Regions from separate parts of the Mus musculus genome. Here all the other regions are linked to region 2. The links are chromatin contacts, called in public Hi-C, HiChIP or PLAC-seq and promoter capture Hi-C maps. All regions are on one chromosome and are shown on one strand. Each heading gives the region's core, a stretch centred on a gene start, on an enhancer-like site or on the middle of the called end of the contact. The rest is flanking DNA. Distances are from core to core; before and after follow the strand shown. Region 1 holds the start of Ell3 (elongation factor RNA polymerase II-like 3). Region 2 holds the start of Snap23 (synaptosomal-associated protein 23). Region 3 holds the start of Rtf1 (RTF1, Paf1/RNA polymerase II complex component). Region 4 holds the start of Oip5 (Opa interacting protein 5).

Evidence for each region. A called contact is a pair of places that touch in the nucleus more often than the background predicts. HiChIP or PLAC-seq counts read pairs in DNA pulled down with a chosen protein or histone mark. Capture Hi-C pulls out chosen DNA fragments and counts their contacts.
Region 1: a contact with region 2 is called in a Hi-C map of B cells, with 10 read pairs. The contact joins the promoter of Ell3 here to the promoter of Snap23 in region 2. A contact is called at or near these places in 2 of 39 promoter capture datasets (erythroid cells and neutrophils), 1 of 484 Hi-C or Micro-C datasets (B cells), 3 of 115 datasets of contacts at active chromatin or transcription factors (astrocytes, bone marrow-derived macrophages and pro-B cells) and 1 of 9 other capture datasets (adipose tissue).
Region 3: a contact with region 2 is called in a promoter capture Hi-C map of adipose tissue, with 3 times the contacts expected there. The contact joins the promoter of Rtf1 here to the promoter of Snap23 in region 2. A contact is called at or near these places in 1 of 39 promoter capture datasets (liver), 1 of 115 datasets of contacts at active chromatin or transcription factors (astrocytes) and 1 of 9 other capture datasets (adipose tissue).
Region 4: an H3K4me3 HiChIP or PLAC-seq map of bone marrow-derived macrophages shows a contact between it and region 2, with 8 times the contacts expected there. The contact joins the promoter of Oip5 here to the promoter of Snap23 in region 2. A contact is called at or near these places in 1 of 39 promoter capture datasets (liver) and 1 of 115 datasets of contacts at active chromatin or transcription factors (bone marrow-derived macrophages).

The regions. Positions count from the first base shown.
Region 1 is chr2:121,441,197-121,444,032 of GRCm38.p6, reverse strand. It overlaps Ell3 (elongation factor RNA polymerase II-like 3), which reads left to right and starts at 1,432. Exons shown (of 11, transcript NM_145973.2): 1 at 1,432-1,637; 2 at 1,852-1,887; 3 at 2,210-2,322; 4 at 2,420-2,606; 5 at 2,692-2,771. The coding sequence starts at 1,506.
Region 2 is chr2:120,566,077-120,568,959 of GRCm38.p6, reverse strand. It overlaps Snap23 (synaptosomal-associated protein 23), which reads right to left and starts at 1,289. Exons shown (of 8, transcript NM_009222.3): 1 at 1,154-1,289.
Region 3 is chr2:119,673,750-119,676,458 of GRCm38.p6, reverse strand. Rtf1 (RTF1, Paf1/RNA polymerase II complex component) reads right to left here and starts at 1,391. Exons shown (of 18, transcript NM_030112.2): 1 at 1,179-1,391. The coding sequence starts at 1,391.
Region 4 is chr2:119,617,232-119,620,026 of GRCm38.p6, reverse strand. It overlaps Oip5 (Opa interacting protein 5), which reads left to right and starts at 1,522. Exons shown (of 6, transcript NM_001042653.1): 1 at 1,522-1,869; 2 at 2,107-2,173. The coding sequence starts at 1,566. Nusap1 (nucleolar and spindle associated protein 1) reads right to left here and starts at 1,729. Exons shown (of 11, transcript NM_133851.3): 1 at 1,132-1,729. The coding sequence starts at 1,224.

The DNA of each region.
Region 1 (2,836 bases), core at 183-2,682, 870 kb before region 2:
CCTTTAATCCCAGCACTCGGGAGGCAGAGGCAGGCGGATTTCTGAGTTCAAGGCCAGCCTGGTCTACAAAGTGAGTTCCAGGACAGCCAGGGCTATACAGAGAAACCCTGTCTCGAAAAACAACAACAACAAACAAACAAACAAAAATCAGCATTACTGCGAATATTTCCCTGCATATAGGAGTGTATTGTTCTTATACACATATTGTACATGTTCTGAGTGCATTGTTCAATGGGTTTAGACAAATTATTTGTTTTGAGATGAACAGCATTAAAATCACTTGGAATTACACACACACACACACACACACACACACACACACACACACACTAATATAAAATATATATCCCAGTTATTCGATCCCAGTTAGGAAAAAAGGAGATAAGAGAGTCTGAGAGACATAACCAAACACAAATAAATAAAGACAGGAAACACTGGCCTGAGATTTGTCGGGGGTGGGGTGGGGTGGGGTGGGGGTGGGGGTCTCAAAACCATAGGATCTGTAGCCCTGCTGGGAAACTTGCAGGCACCTTTTAGTCAAGAGTAGAGGCTAACACATGTAATCCTAGCATTTGGGAAATATAGGCAGGAGAATTGCTAGTGAGTTCAGCAAGAGTGATCTACATAGTGAATGAAACCCTGTCTAAAAGAAAAAACAAAAGACTCAAAGAGGAGGGGAGAGTGCCTTTAAAGGAGCCAGCTGTGGTTTCGCCACTTTCTCTTATGTTTATTAGGCTACATAGTAACACCTGGGAGTGAGTTACGGCTTTCTGCTCTCTGATTTATTATTTTATTTATTTATTTATTGCCACAACTACGCCCGCCCCACACCCCCATCCACCGATAGGCTTGGCTCCAGTCCCAGATAGCCAGACTTCCAAATCTGCGAGGCACCCACCCACCTGGCCTTACAGCCTCATCAAGTCCCTTTTAGAAACCAAATTGGGATCCGCCTCAGCAGACGCAGCAACTCGGGCGGAAAAAGAAAAAGGATTGCACTGGTCCCTCTTGGGGTCTGCCATCCTCTGGTCCCTTAGGTACTTCGGGGCCTCGGAGGCATAAATGACTCAATCCGACTATCAACCAGTCTCGATTCCCTCCCCTGTGAGACTGAAACCCTCAAGTGGTTTCAGGTTCAGCTTTTACTTAAAGACAACGATTTTGAATCCAGAATGGGGAAACTGGGAAAACTGAGGCAGAACAAGACATCCTGGGTGACAGGTCAGACCCTCGAAGCAGATCCTTTCTCATTAGACCTGGAATGCTCCTCATAGTGTCCAATACTGCCCAAGCCAAATCAAGAAGAAACCGCTTGGGTTCTGGCCAGCAGCTGAGGTGAGTGAGGTACCGCCCACAAGGCCAGGGAAACTTTGGGGCGGTGCCGGGGGTGGGGTCATGGTGGAGGGCGGGACAGACCCGGAGGGCGGGAGTGCCAGCCTAGGCTTGCACAGCAGAGGTGGCCCTCACCTGTGGTCCCGGTTCTGCATGTGCGCGACTTTGGCACCATGGAGGGGACCCAGGAAGCTCTGAGTGGGAAAATGCGGCTCCTCTTCACCCCCGCTGCTCGGACCAGCCTCCTGATGCTAAGGCTCAACGAGGCGGCGCTGCGGGCATTGCAAGAGTGTCAGCAGCAACAGGTGAGACTGGCCCCCGGCCCCTTCTTCCCTTCCCGGCCAACCAGACCTTGGCCTCCCAAGGCTATGCTGGAGAAGGGACTTGGGGTTGTGCGGGTTTTCAGATTCCAGTCCCCCCGCCTCCAAGTGAAGCCGGCCAGGCAGGTGTCCCCAGCCTCCTCGATCCTGGGGACTTTGCTTCCTTTGTGTTCAGCTGGTGTTTGGGCTCTTCCTGCAGGTACGGCCAGTGATCGCTTTCCAAGGCCACCGAGGGGTAAGTGCTGGCCGGATGTGCGAGGGAGGTTGGGGGTGAGAGAGCGTAAGCGTGGGCTCCAGGAAGGTGAGCTCTGGGCCGGAGCTTGCCAGAGGTCACAGTCTGAGCAAGTTATGAGAACTAAACCCTATGAAGATGTGGGGCTGTGGTCCCAGGAGACTGTGCAGTCTCAGCCTCTTGGGGGAACTCTGAACCAGCTGCACCTGGTGTGCTAACGAGCCCCTTGGGGATTTGTCTTCAGTCTTAGAATTGTTTGGGGAGGAGTGGCATGGACAGGAGGAAGAGGGGCCGGCTTAACTGGGTTTACCATTCCCTACCCCAGTACCTAAGGTTTCCAGGCCCGGGATGGTCCTGCCTTTTCTCCTTCATAGTATCCCAGTGTGGCCAAGAGGGCACTAATGGTGGCTTGGACCTTGTGTACCAACGCTTAGGCAGGTAAGGACAAGGTAAGAGAAGTTTGCAGGAAATGGGAAGAAGTGTTCAGAAGATCTCCAACTCATTTTTCTATTGTCTTTCCCACTCTTCTTTCAAGATCTGGGCCGAACTGTCTCCACTGCCTGGGCTCCCTTAGAGAGCGACTCACTATTTGGGCAGCCATGGATACTATCCCAGCTCCACTGTTAGCTCAGGAACACCTGACTGAAGGTACCAGAGAGTCTGAGAGCTGGCAGGACACTGGAGACGAACCTGAAGGCCATCCCCAGCTGGCACCAGATGAGGTGAGACTAGAAACAGCAGGTAGTCATCATAAGGTGGGACACCCAGGTCCAGGGAGCCAAGTTTTCCTATAACTTCCCCTGACAGGTGTCTGACCCACTGGCAAGCCACCATGAACAGTCACTCCCAGGATCCTCCAGTGAGCCCATGGCACAATGGGAAATGAGGTACTGAGACAGGCTGGGTCTCCTCTCTACCCTTACATTTCTTTAATAAGCTCTCACCTTGGCCT
Region 2 (2,883 bases), core at 40-2,539:
TGTGTGTGTGTGTGTGTGTGTGTGTGTGTGTGCATGCCTTTAATTTCAGCACTTGAGAGACTGAGGCAAGCAGATCTCTGAATTCCAGGCCAGCCTGAGCTACATAGTGAGATCATGTCTTTTAAAAAAAAAATGCTTTAACAAGTAATGCCTCATTGGACCAAACTGACCTCGAACTCACAGATATCCATCTGCCTCTGTCTCCTAAGTACTGGGACTAAAGGTGTGCACCACTACTGCCCAGGGCCTCACAGAATTTATGCATAGTATTTTCCAAGAAAAAGAAGAACGTGAGAAGGATCTATTTTACCTTGCTATGACTGAACTACTAGCATTTTACCAGGATATCTCAAAACCCTCTTAAAAGGCAGCAGGGCAAATGAAGTTATTTCGATCCTTAAAAAATATCTTCAAGTAAGAAACTATACTATTTTCACAAGTAAGATACTTATTTTCTTCAAGTAAGAAACTATACTATTTTCTGAGAACACTTGTCAAAAGCTGCCAGTTTCTAAACTCTTCTGCAATCCCATCCGTGCCCCCAGCCCAAACCTACCCAAATGACAAACAGCAAAAAGGAAAGATCTTTTTCCTCAACTCGGTTGTTTTTCGCTTCCTCTACCGCCAGTTTGCTTTTCCAAATAGTGCAGTGACTAATGATTAAGGACGAAGGAAAGAAGTGTAACAGTACTTTAAAATACTTTCCTCACACACAAACCGAATTGAGGAAAAAAAAAATCATCTTTTGACTGACCATATTCTTGGCGCTTTCCCACGGGGAAGCCTCAAGATAAGCAGGGAATTTCCTAGACAGTGGAGCCTGCAACGCCAGGACCCTCGGGGTCATTCTTCTAACAACCATTTCAGAACTATGTGTTCATTAGGGCCACCAGCCAGACAGTCTGTTAATACTAACGAGAAACATCGTGAGGCTGAAGGTGAGGGACGAGGAGCCGAACCACCCAAGTCCAGGGCACCACCATAGCGCCTCCCTTCCTGCGAGGGCTCGCGCTGGTCGCCAACGCCTGGCGATCTCCTTCTCGGCCCAATCCACCAAGGACTGGCCGGAGCTCTCTTCTCCCCTCAAGTCCGACCCCCAAAACGTTGGACCACCACCACCACCACCCTTTTTCTCCTTGGGATATCATCCTACCTGTCCCGCTGACTAGTTCCCTCAGCTACTTTCCAGAAGCCTCACCCGGCGGCTCCGGCCACTCCTCTCCAGCCTCCACAGTTCTCGGACTCTAGAAGATCGGACAGGGTGCGCGCTCCCTCGCGCGCATGCGCCCGGAGGACTTGTGCGCCTGCGCAGTCGCAGGGCGCCGCGGGGCAGACACACCTCTACCACTGGAGCCAATCGCCGCGGAGAGGGTGTTAAATCTCCTGCCACGCAGGCGGAGATCCTGGGAAGTCACCCGTTAACCCTACAGATTCTCCCCGGGAGGAGTTCTTCCAACTATCATCCCTGAAGGCAGCCTTGCACGGGACGCTTTAGTGTTTGAAAGACTAGGAAAAACTCGCGACTGCCAAAGTCTACAGGGTGTTTTGGCCCGTTTAAACCAGGGAAATAGATGCGTAAATACCTTTCAGTTAACAGAATACGGTCACAGGAATTCCGAAGCAGCTTTGGCCAACAATGAACAAAACATTTATTTTGAGGAATGTCTGAAGGATTGACACAGGAAGTTACTCTTAAAGTCACGAAGGATATGATAAGTAGGAGTACTTCGGAAGTCTACGAGATAAAGAGTTTTCCAGGCAGTGGGAACAACAACAACAACGCAGCGCCTTCTGGAAGTTTCTTGTTAGAAGTTTAAGAGTTCGCTTTCTGAGACAAAAGAAAATGTGAAGACGTGGTAGCTCACATTGTGTAATCCTCAGGCTATCAGAAACTGAGGCTGGAGGATCACTTGACCTCTGGAATGTAAAGCCAAACTGATAACTTAGTGAGATCCTATTTCAGAGTACAGTCTATCACTGGGTTGGGGGGGAGAATGGAAGAGCCCTTTTAGCCCCGAGACCACCGCCATCAGGGCTGAGGATCAAGCTAGATCTTTAAAGGTCTTGTAAAATTTGGAATAATAAACCTAGGATTCGTTTTATACCCATTGAGTTACTGAAGGATTTTAAACAACTTGCCCCAAAAATTCTTCCAAGCATCTCTAAGAGTAAAGCAAAACAAATAAATAATATATAAATAAAAATATATATAAATAAATAAAAAGCTGGCAATATAGGGAATAAAAACTATTTCATAGAAATAGCCTCTTCTTAAGAGATAGAAGAAGTCTGAGAAATATCATTTGAATTTAATACCAAGGGATTGGTGATAGTTGACAGACATTGCAATAGTTTGGAGAAGAGAGAGACATGGGGACATTATAAAATGCTTTTGGAAACTTTGGCTTTTGTCAGAGGAAAAGGAAGAATAATGTATCTTATTCGTTTTTATTTTGTTAGGATGAAGACAGGAGGAAAAAAAAAAACCCAGATGAGAGAAACAGTTGAATTAAAAAAAAAATCAAGGGTGAGGTTGAGTAAAGATCGTGATTGGGTTAGAGCTTCAGTAGTCAAACCTCAGATGAGAGTTGGTGGTGTACACCGACAATCCTGGCACCAAAGGGGATCTTTGTGAGTTTGAAGCCAGCCCAGTTTACAAAGTAATTCTTTGTCTCAAAAGTAAATAAATAAAATTATGGGCTGGAAAGGTAGCTGTTCTTCCACAGGACATAAACTCAGTTTCCAACACCCACCTGGTAGGTAGCTCACGACTATCTGTAATTCCAGTTCCAGGGGATCCAAACCTTCCTCTGGCTTCCACAGGCACATATACAAGGATGGTACACAGACAATCATGCAGGCTAAATACCCATACAAATAAAA
Region 3 (2,709 bases), core at 142-2,641, 890 kb after region 2:
CTGGACTCATTTTGTAGACCAGGCAAGCCCTCCCTTTTCAAGTCCTAATTAAACCTGAGACCTCTAGTCTATTACTAAGGACTCCCAAGAAGCCTTTTATACAAATACTTTGTAGTTTATACCAACATTTTTTATTATAAACATTTGTTTTATGCAACTGTCCAATTCAATACATGAGGCTGATATTATATGTCCATTTTACAGTGGAAACCAAAGGTAAATGGCTAGAAAGAAATTAGGAATCAGAATTACAGATTCTGAGTTTAGTACTCAATCTACTCCATTTATAAAGCTTCCTACCCTTCCTTTATGTCATTTACTCATGAAACATGGAGGAAATCATCTCCTGATACCATCAGAGTACTACTACACAAACAGCTTCCTCCCTGCAGTGTTTTTTTAAAGTACAGAAGCAATGCCGGGTACTCCAAGACGCTAAAGCCACAAGTTACTTTCAGTACTTCTCAGATCTTCAAGTGAAAAAGAATTCTATGCTGCTGCATAAAAGAGGCTGAGCGCTTGGAACACAGTCTCTCTCTGCTGCCCTACAATTCAAACTTCCAGTTATCTGCCCTCTCTCCTCCTCCAAAGAGTTTTTTGTCAGACATCCCAACGAGAACCCATTTCGACCGTAAATGATCATAGTCTCCCCCCCACCCCAAGCACCACGAAAGCTCTTCGGGACATGTATGGGTGTCTCTCCTATGTCCACATGCCTGGTCTGAAAAACTTCACCTTCCAGAGTCCACACCTTCTAGACAAATTTTCCCTCCCACCGCCCCATGCTCACCCTTGCACCTCCTCCAAAATCTCTCAGCCATTGGGGTTGGCGGGCGATACTTCCTATCTCGCCCAGCCCGAATCTCCCTGCCTGCAGTCATGACGTCCCGATCCGGCCCAAGCAGACAGCGGCCCCCTTCAGTACCCCAAACCCCGAGGCCCATCAGCCCAATTCCCTGCCCCGCCTCCCGGCCCAAGGCGCCAAGTCCTCGGGGCTCTGTCTCCAGGCCTGGCCCGGGCTCCAAGGGCCTAAGATTCAGCGGGGAGACAGGAAGGGACTACAGTAGCGGGACGGACACCAGGCTGGCCGGGCGCTCGGGCCGGGCGACTCCCAGCTCCCGTGGCCAGGACTGAGCCCTCCCGCTCTGCCGGCCCGCGCCTCCGCGGCCTGCCCTCACCTGATCCAGGTTCTCGTCACTGCCGCTGTCTTCCGTATCCGAGTCGATCACGACACGGCCTTTCCGCTTCTTTACCATGGTGGTCCCCCGGCTTCCACGCCGGACGCCGCCCTGACTCCCCTCTTGCCCGCCTGCCAGTGGGACCGCCACTGCCGCCGCCGCCACCGCCGCCGCCACCGCCGCCGCTCGACCCACACAAAGGCGACCGCGCATGCGCGCTCCGCTCCGCCCCTAGCCCCGCCCCCCGCCTGGCGCACGCCGTTCGCCGGCGCCTGGCGCCCCGCCCCGCCCCACCTCCGACGCAGCGCGAGGGGCGGAGCCACGCGCCCGAGGGTTCCGGACCAACGCTCCCTGATCTAGCTGTCCGGAAGCTTCTGCAGTGTTGGAGTTGTAGGCTGCCCAGGAGTTCCCTACTTGAAGCGAATTTGAGCCTCCGGACCAGGGTCCACTCTGAGGAAACTCATCCATCTCCAGCCCTGGAATGCGGCCTCAGGGACCACCCGCATAGTCGACAGCCCCTGGAAATTGCTGAGAGCTTGGGTGGAGGAGCCAGAGTCCGCCTGCCTGGGCTGTTATTAGTGACAGCCTAAATGCGACCCAAAAACTAGGGAAGACTATTCCAGCGATAATCGGAGAACTCAGATTCATTGTAGGGAAGGACCAGGTGTCGGGGTGTGGGATGAGCAGAGAGGTGGCCCGGGAAGAAAGCAGTAATTTAATGAGCTATGCTAAGTAGTTTCAAACTCGCTTGAGTGTCCTGGGTCTTTGGTAAGGAACGACAGTGACTTCAACACTGGAAGAGAATGAGAATAGAGAAATAGATGGGTTCTGAATTATTTGCTAGTTGGGGCGCAGAGGAGGCAGAGGTTTCAGATTCTGATTTAGGAAGATGAGTGTGAGCTTTGTCAAGAAAATATGACAGAGGTTTGGAAGGGAAGAGGGCTGTATAGGAAATGTTTTATGTCGTTGAATTTGAAGTCATCTGACAAAAAGGTCAACGCTGGGAATGCATTTTTATATATTATTTATGTGCAGCAGGGTTTATATTAGGGAGTATTAACAGTTACAATTTGAAGTTGTTCTCAAGTCTTAGAACGCACTGGTTCACTCATTCTGATAGACAACTTTAGAATTCAAATCTTTCTCGACTAAGTTGATGAGGTCTTGCTTTCTTACTATCCCACTTTGACTCTCTAAGTTATTTTTCTCAGCTCAACTACAGTACACATCACATCCCTTGCCAGGTGTGGTAATTATAAACCCATATTTTTAGATACTTGGAAGGTTAAGACAGGAAGAACATAAGGAACACAAGTTCAAGGCCTGCCTAAGTCTGCATAATGAGTCCAAGGCTAAGACCCTGTCTTAGTCGATCAATCAATATATAAATAAATACCAGGCAATGGTGGCCCATGCCTTTAATCTCAGGACTTGAAAGGCAGAGGTGGGCAGATCTCTGCATTCCAGGCCAGCCTGTCTACAAATCAAGTTTCAGAACAGCAAGAGCTGTTGTACGTAGAAATCCTGTCTT
Region 4 (2,795 bases), core at 273-2,772, 950 kb after region 2:
GAGGTACAAGCCCATATATAGTCTCAGCATAAGTTTCAGGCTACTCAAAGCTATATACTGTTTTCCAGGATAGCCCAGGCAGTATAATGAGACTTTATTTCATTAAAAAAAAAGGGGGGGGGAGGAGGAAGAGGAGAAGATAGCAAAAACCTGAAGGACTAAGCTTTAGACAATAAGTTGGGGAGCCATTAAGCACTAAACTCAGAAACATTTCTAAGTACTCTTCAGTGCCGTTCAGCCAGATAAAAGGTGTACCTATGGCCACATTATTCTATTTAAACCATTTAAAAACATTTATGACAACTAATTAGAGATTTAGTGCAAATAGCAGTTTGCTGTACAAATCTCTGGTATATACATGTGGGCAAGCTTCAATATAGCAAGTCCAATCTCACAATGAATCCCCACATTTTCTCTGAACACCTTGCAAACTCAGAATTCAAAGACCTTATCGGTTTTGAAAAAGACCACCATCACAATAGTGATTAATGTATGGACAATCATACTAGATCACGGTGGACAGGCATCCCATTAAAGGTTCACGAGAGTGAAGGTAGTGTCATAGTTTACTGAACAGTAAGTAGAGTTTTTCAGAAGAAGTCGTTTAAAGTAGTTTTTCTTCAACTGCCTAATAACTGGCATGGAAATTACACTGATTACGTCCTATGGGCCTTCGTTTCCCATTTGGTACCAGGAAGTATTAGCATTTCCATTAAGAAGTCTTTATAAGAGCTGGGCAGTGGTGGCGCATGCCTTTAATCCCAGCACTTGGGAGGCAGAGGCAGGTGGATTTCCGAGTTTGAGGCCAGCCTGGTCTACAGAGTGAGTTCCAGGACAGCCAGGGCTACACAGAGAAGCCCTGTCTTGAAAAACCAAAACCAAACCAAACCAAAAAACAAAAAGTCTTTATAAGTTCTCCAAATATAATAAAAAAAGCCTCCAACTAGAGTAACAGCCTCGGCTTTTCTTTCGTTTAACAAATTCCAGTCACTGTGAACAAAACCTACCTACTCCTCCCAAAATAACGTCCCTCGGGGGTTTCCTCTCAGTCACTTCGCGCCCTGTCCCCCAAATCCCTGGTCTCTTCTACCCCGCCCACCCAACTGCCCGCACCGCCAGCCAGCACGGTACCTTCATGTTAGCCCGGAGGCCCAGCCTTTTGGCTAAATTTTGCAGGTCGCTGTACTTAAAGGAGTCCAGCTCCTCTGCAGAGGGGACGGTCATCGCGTTCTGCAATCTCGGTGATTCCCAGAAAAACAGCCACACAACTCAAAACAGAGCGGCTCAAAACTGGCGCCACCCAAGACGTTGACAAGCCGACTTATATATGGAGTTTAAATTAAGACTGCTGTAAGTTCATTGGTTGAACTGCCTCGAGGGTGGGGTTTCCGATGCGGGCCAGTAGCGTGATTGGCTGAAGACCGCTATTCCGCAAACTATACCAATATGCTGGCGCTGAGCGTATTGAGAGCGTGTCTTTCAGGAACATTGTCCAATGAAGACGCAGGGAGACAGGTGGGCGGGACTTGGAGCGTGCGAGAAAGAGGCGCGCGCTTCAAAGAAATATGGCGACTCTCTCGCGCCGCAGTCTTCGCTTCTTGGAGACCCAGTCACGTCGTGACTCTTGTGATACACCTTTTTCTCTTACCTCCTCCATGGAGTGGGACACTCAGGTGGTGGAAGGGTTCTCCCCTCTCGGGTCCTCCGAGTCTAAGGTGAAGGCGTCACCTGTCGACCTGCGGCTGCCTGCGTGGTTGGAGCCGGAGAGATGTGCCGTGTTTCATTGCGCGCGGTGCTACGCGGTGCTCGGCGACACCCTGCACCTCGCCTGGGACCTGTCGCGGTCCCTCGGCGCCCTGGCCTTCTCCAGTGAGTGAGGCGAGGGTAGTTTGTGAGGAAGATAGACCAGAGGCAGATGAGGAATGGGGGACAGTACTGCCCAGGGGAGGGAGGGGTTTGTTTTGTTTTCCCGAGTTGGGCTTCAAACCCAGGCCGTCGCCTGAGCTAACCCAGCGCCCTTGGCTGAGCCCCACCCATTTTGTTAAGTTTTATGGGCAGATGAATCTGCTGGCAGGTATTTCTTCTCAAAACCGTTTTGTCTTCCAGAAGTCACAAACAACGTCGTTTTGTTAGAGCCCTTTTTGGTTGGCATAGAAGGTTTTCTCAAGTCCAGGTACGTGTGGAGAATTCCTGAGGTGGCGCTCTCTATATATTTCCCGATTTAATGACAGTGAAGAGTATGTAACTGTTGTAAACAAGAAAGAAACTTTGTCTTGTGACATGTTTACGCTCTCCATAGAGTATGTTTGAGTTGTAAACTCTTTACCGGTTTGAATCATATAAACATGGCATTGGTGAAAGTTAAAGTTGGATGTAGGTTTTAAGGTCTGTGAGAGAACTAGGACTATTAGTTATTAGTTATTAGTTATTAGTTATAATTTCTCAGGGTTGGTAGCAAATACCTTTACCCACCGAGTCATTTCACTGGCCCTGAAGTGACATTTTTGATATAGTTACAAATTATTTTACTTTTGATATTGGTAATAAAGGTCTTTCCTTGAATTTACAATTCTGCCTCTGCCTGCAAGTGCTGGGATCACAAGCATGGGAACCTGCACCCAACCTCTTTTTTTTGTTTTTTTTGTTTTTGAGACAGGGTTTCTCTGTATAGTCCTGGCTGTCTTGGCACTCACTTTGTAGACCAGGCTGGACTTGAACTCAGAAATCTGCCTGCCTCTGCCTCCCAAGTGCTGGGATTAAAGGCATGCGCCACCACCGCCTGGCCAACCTCTTTT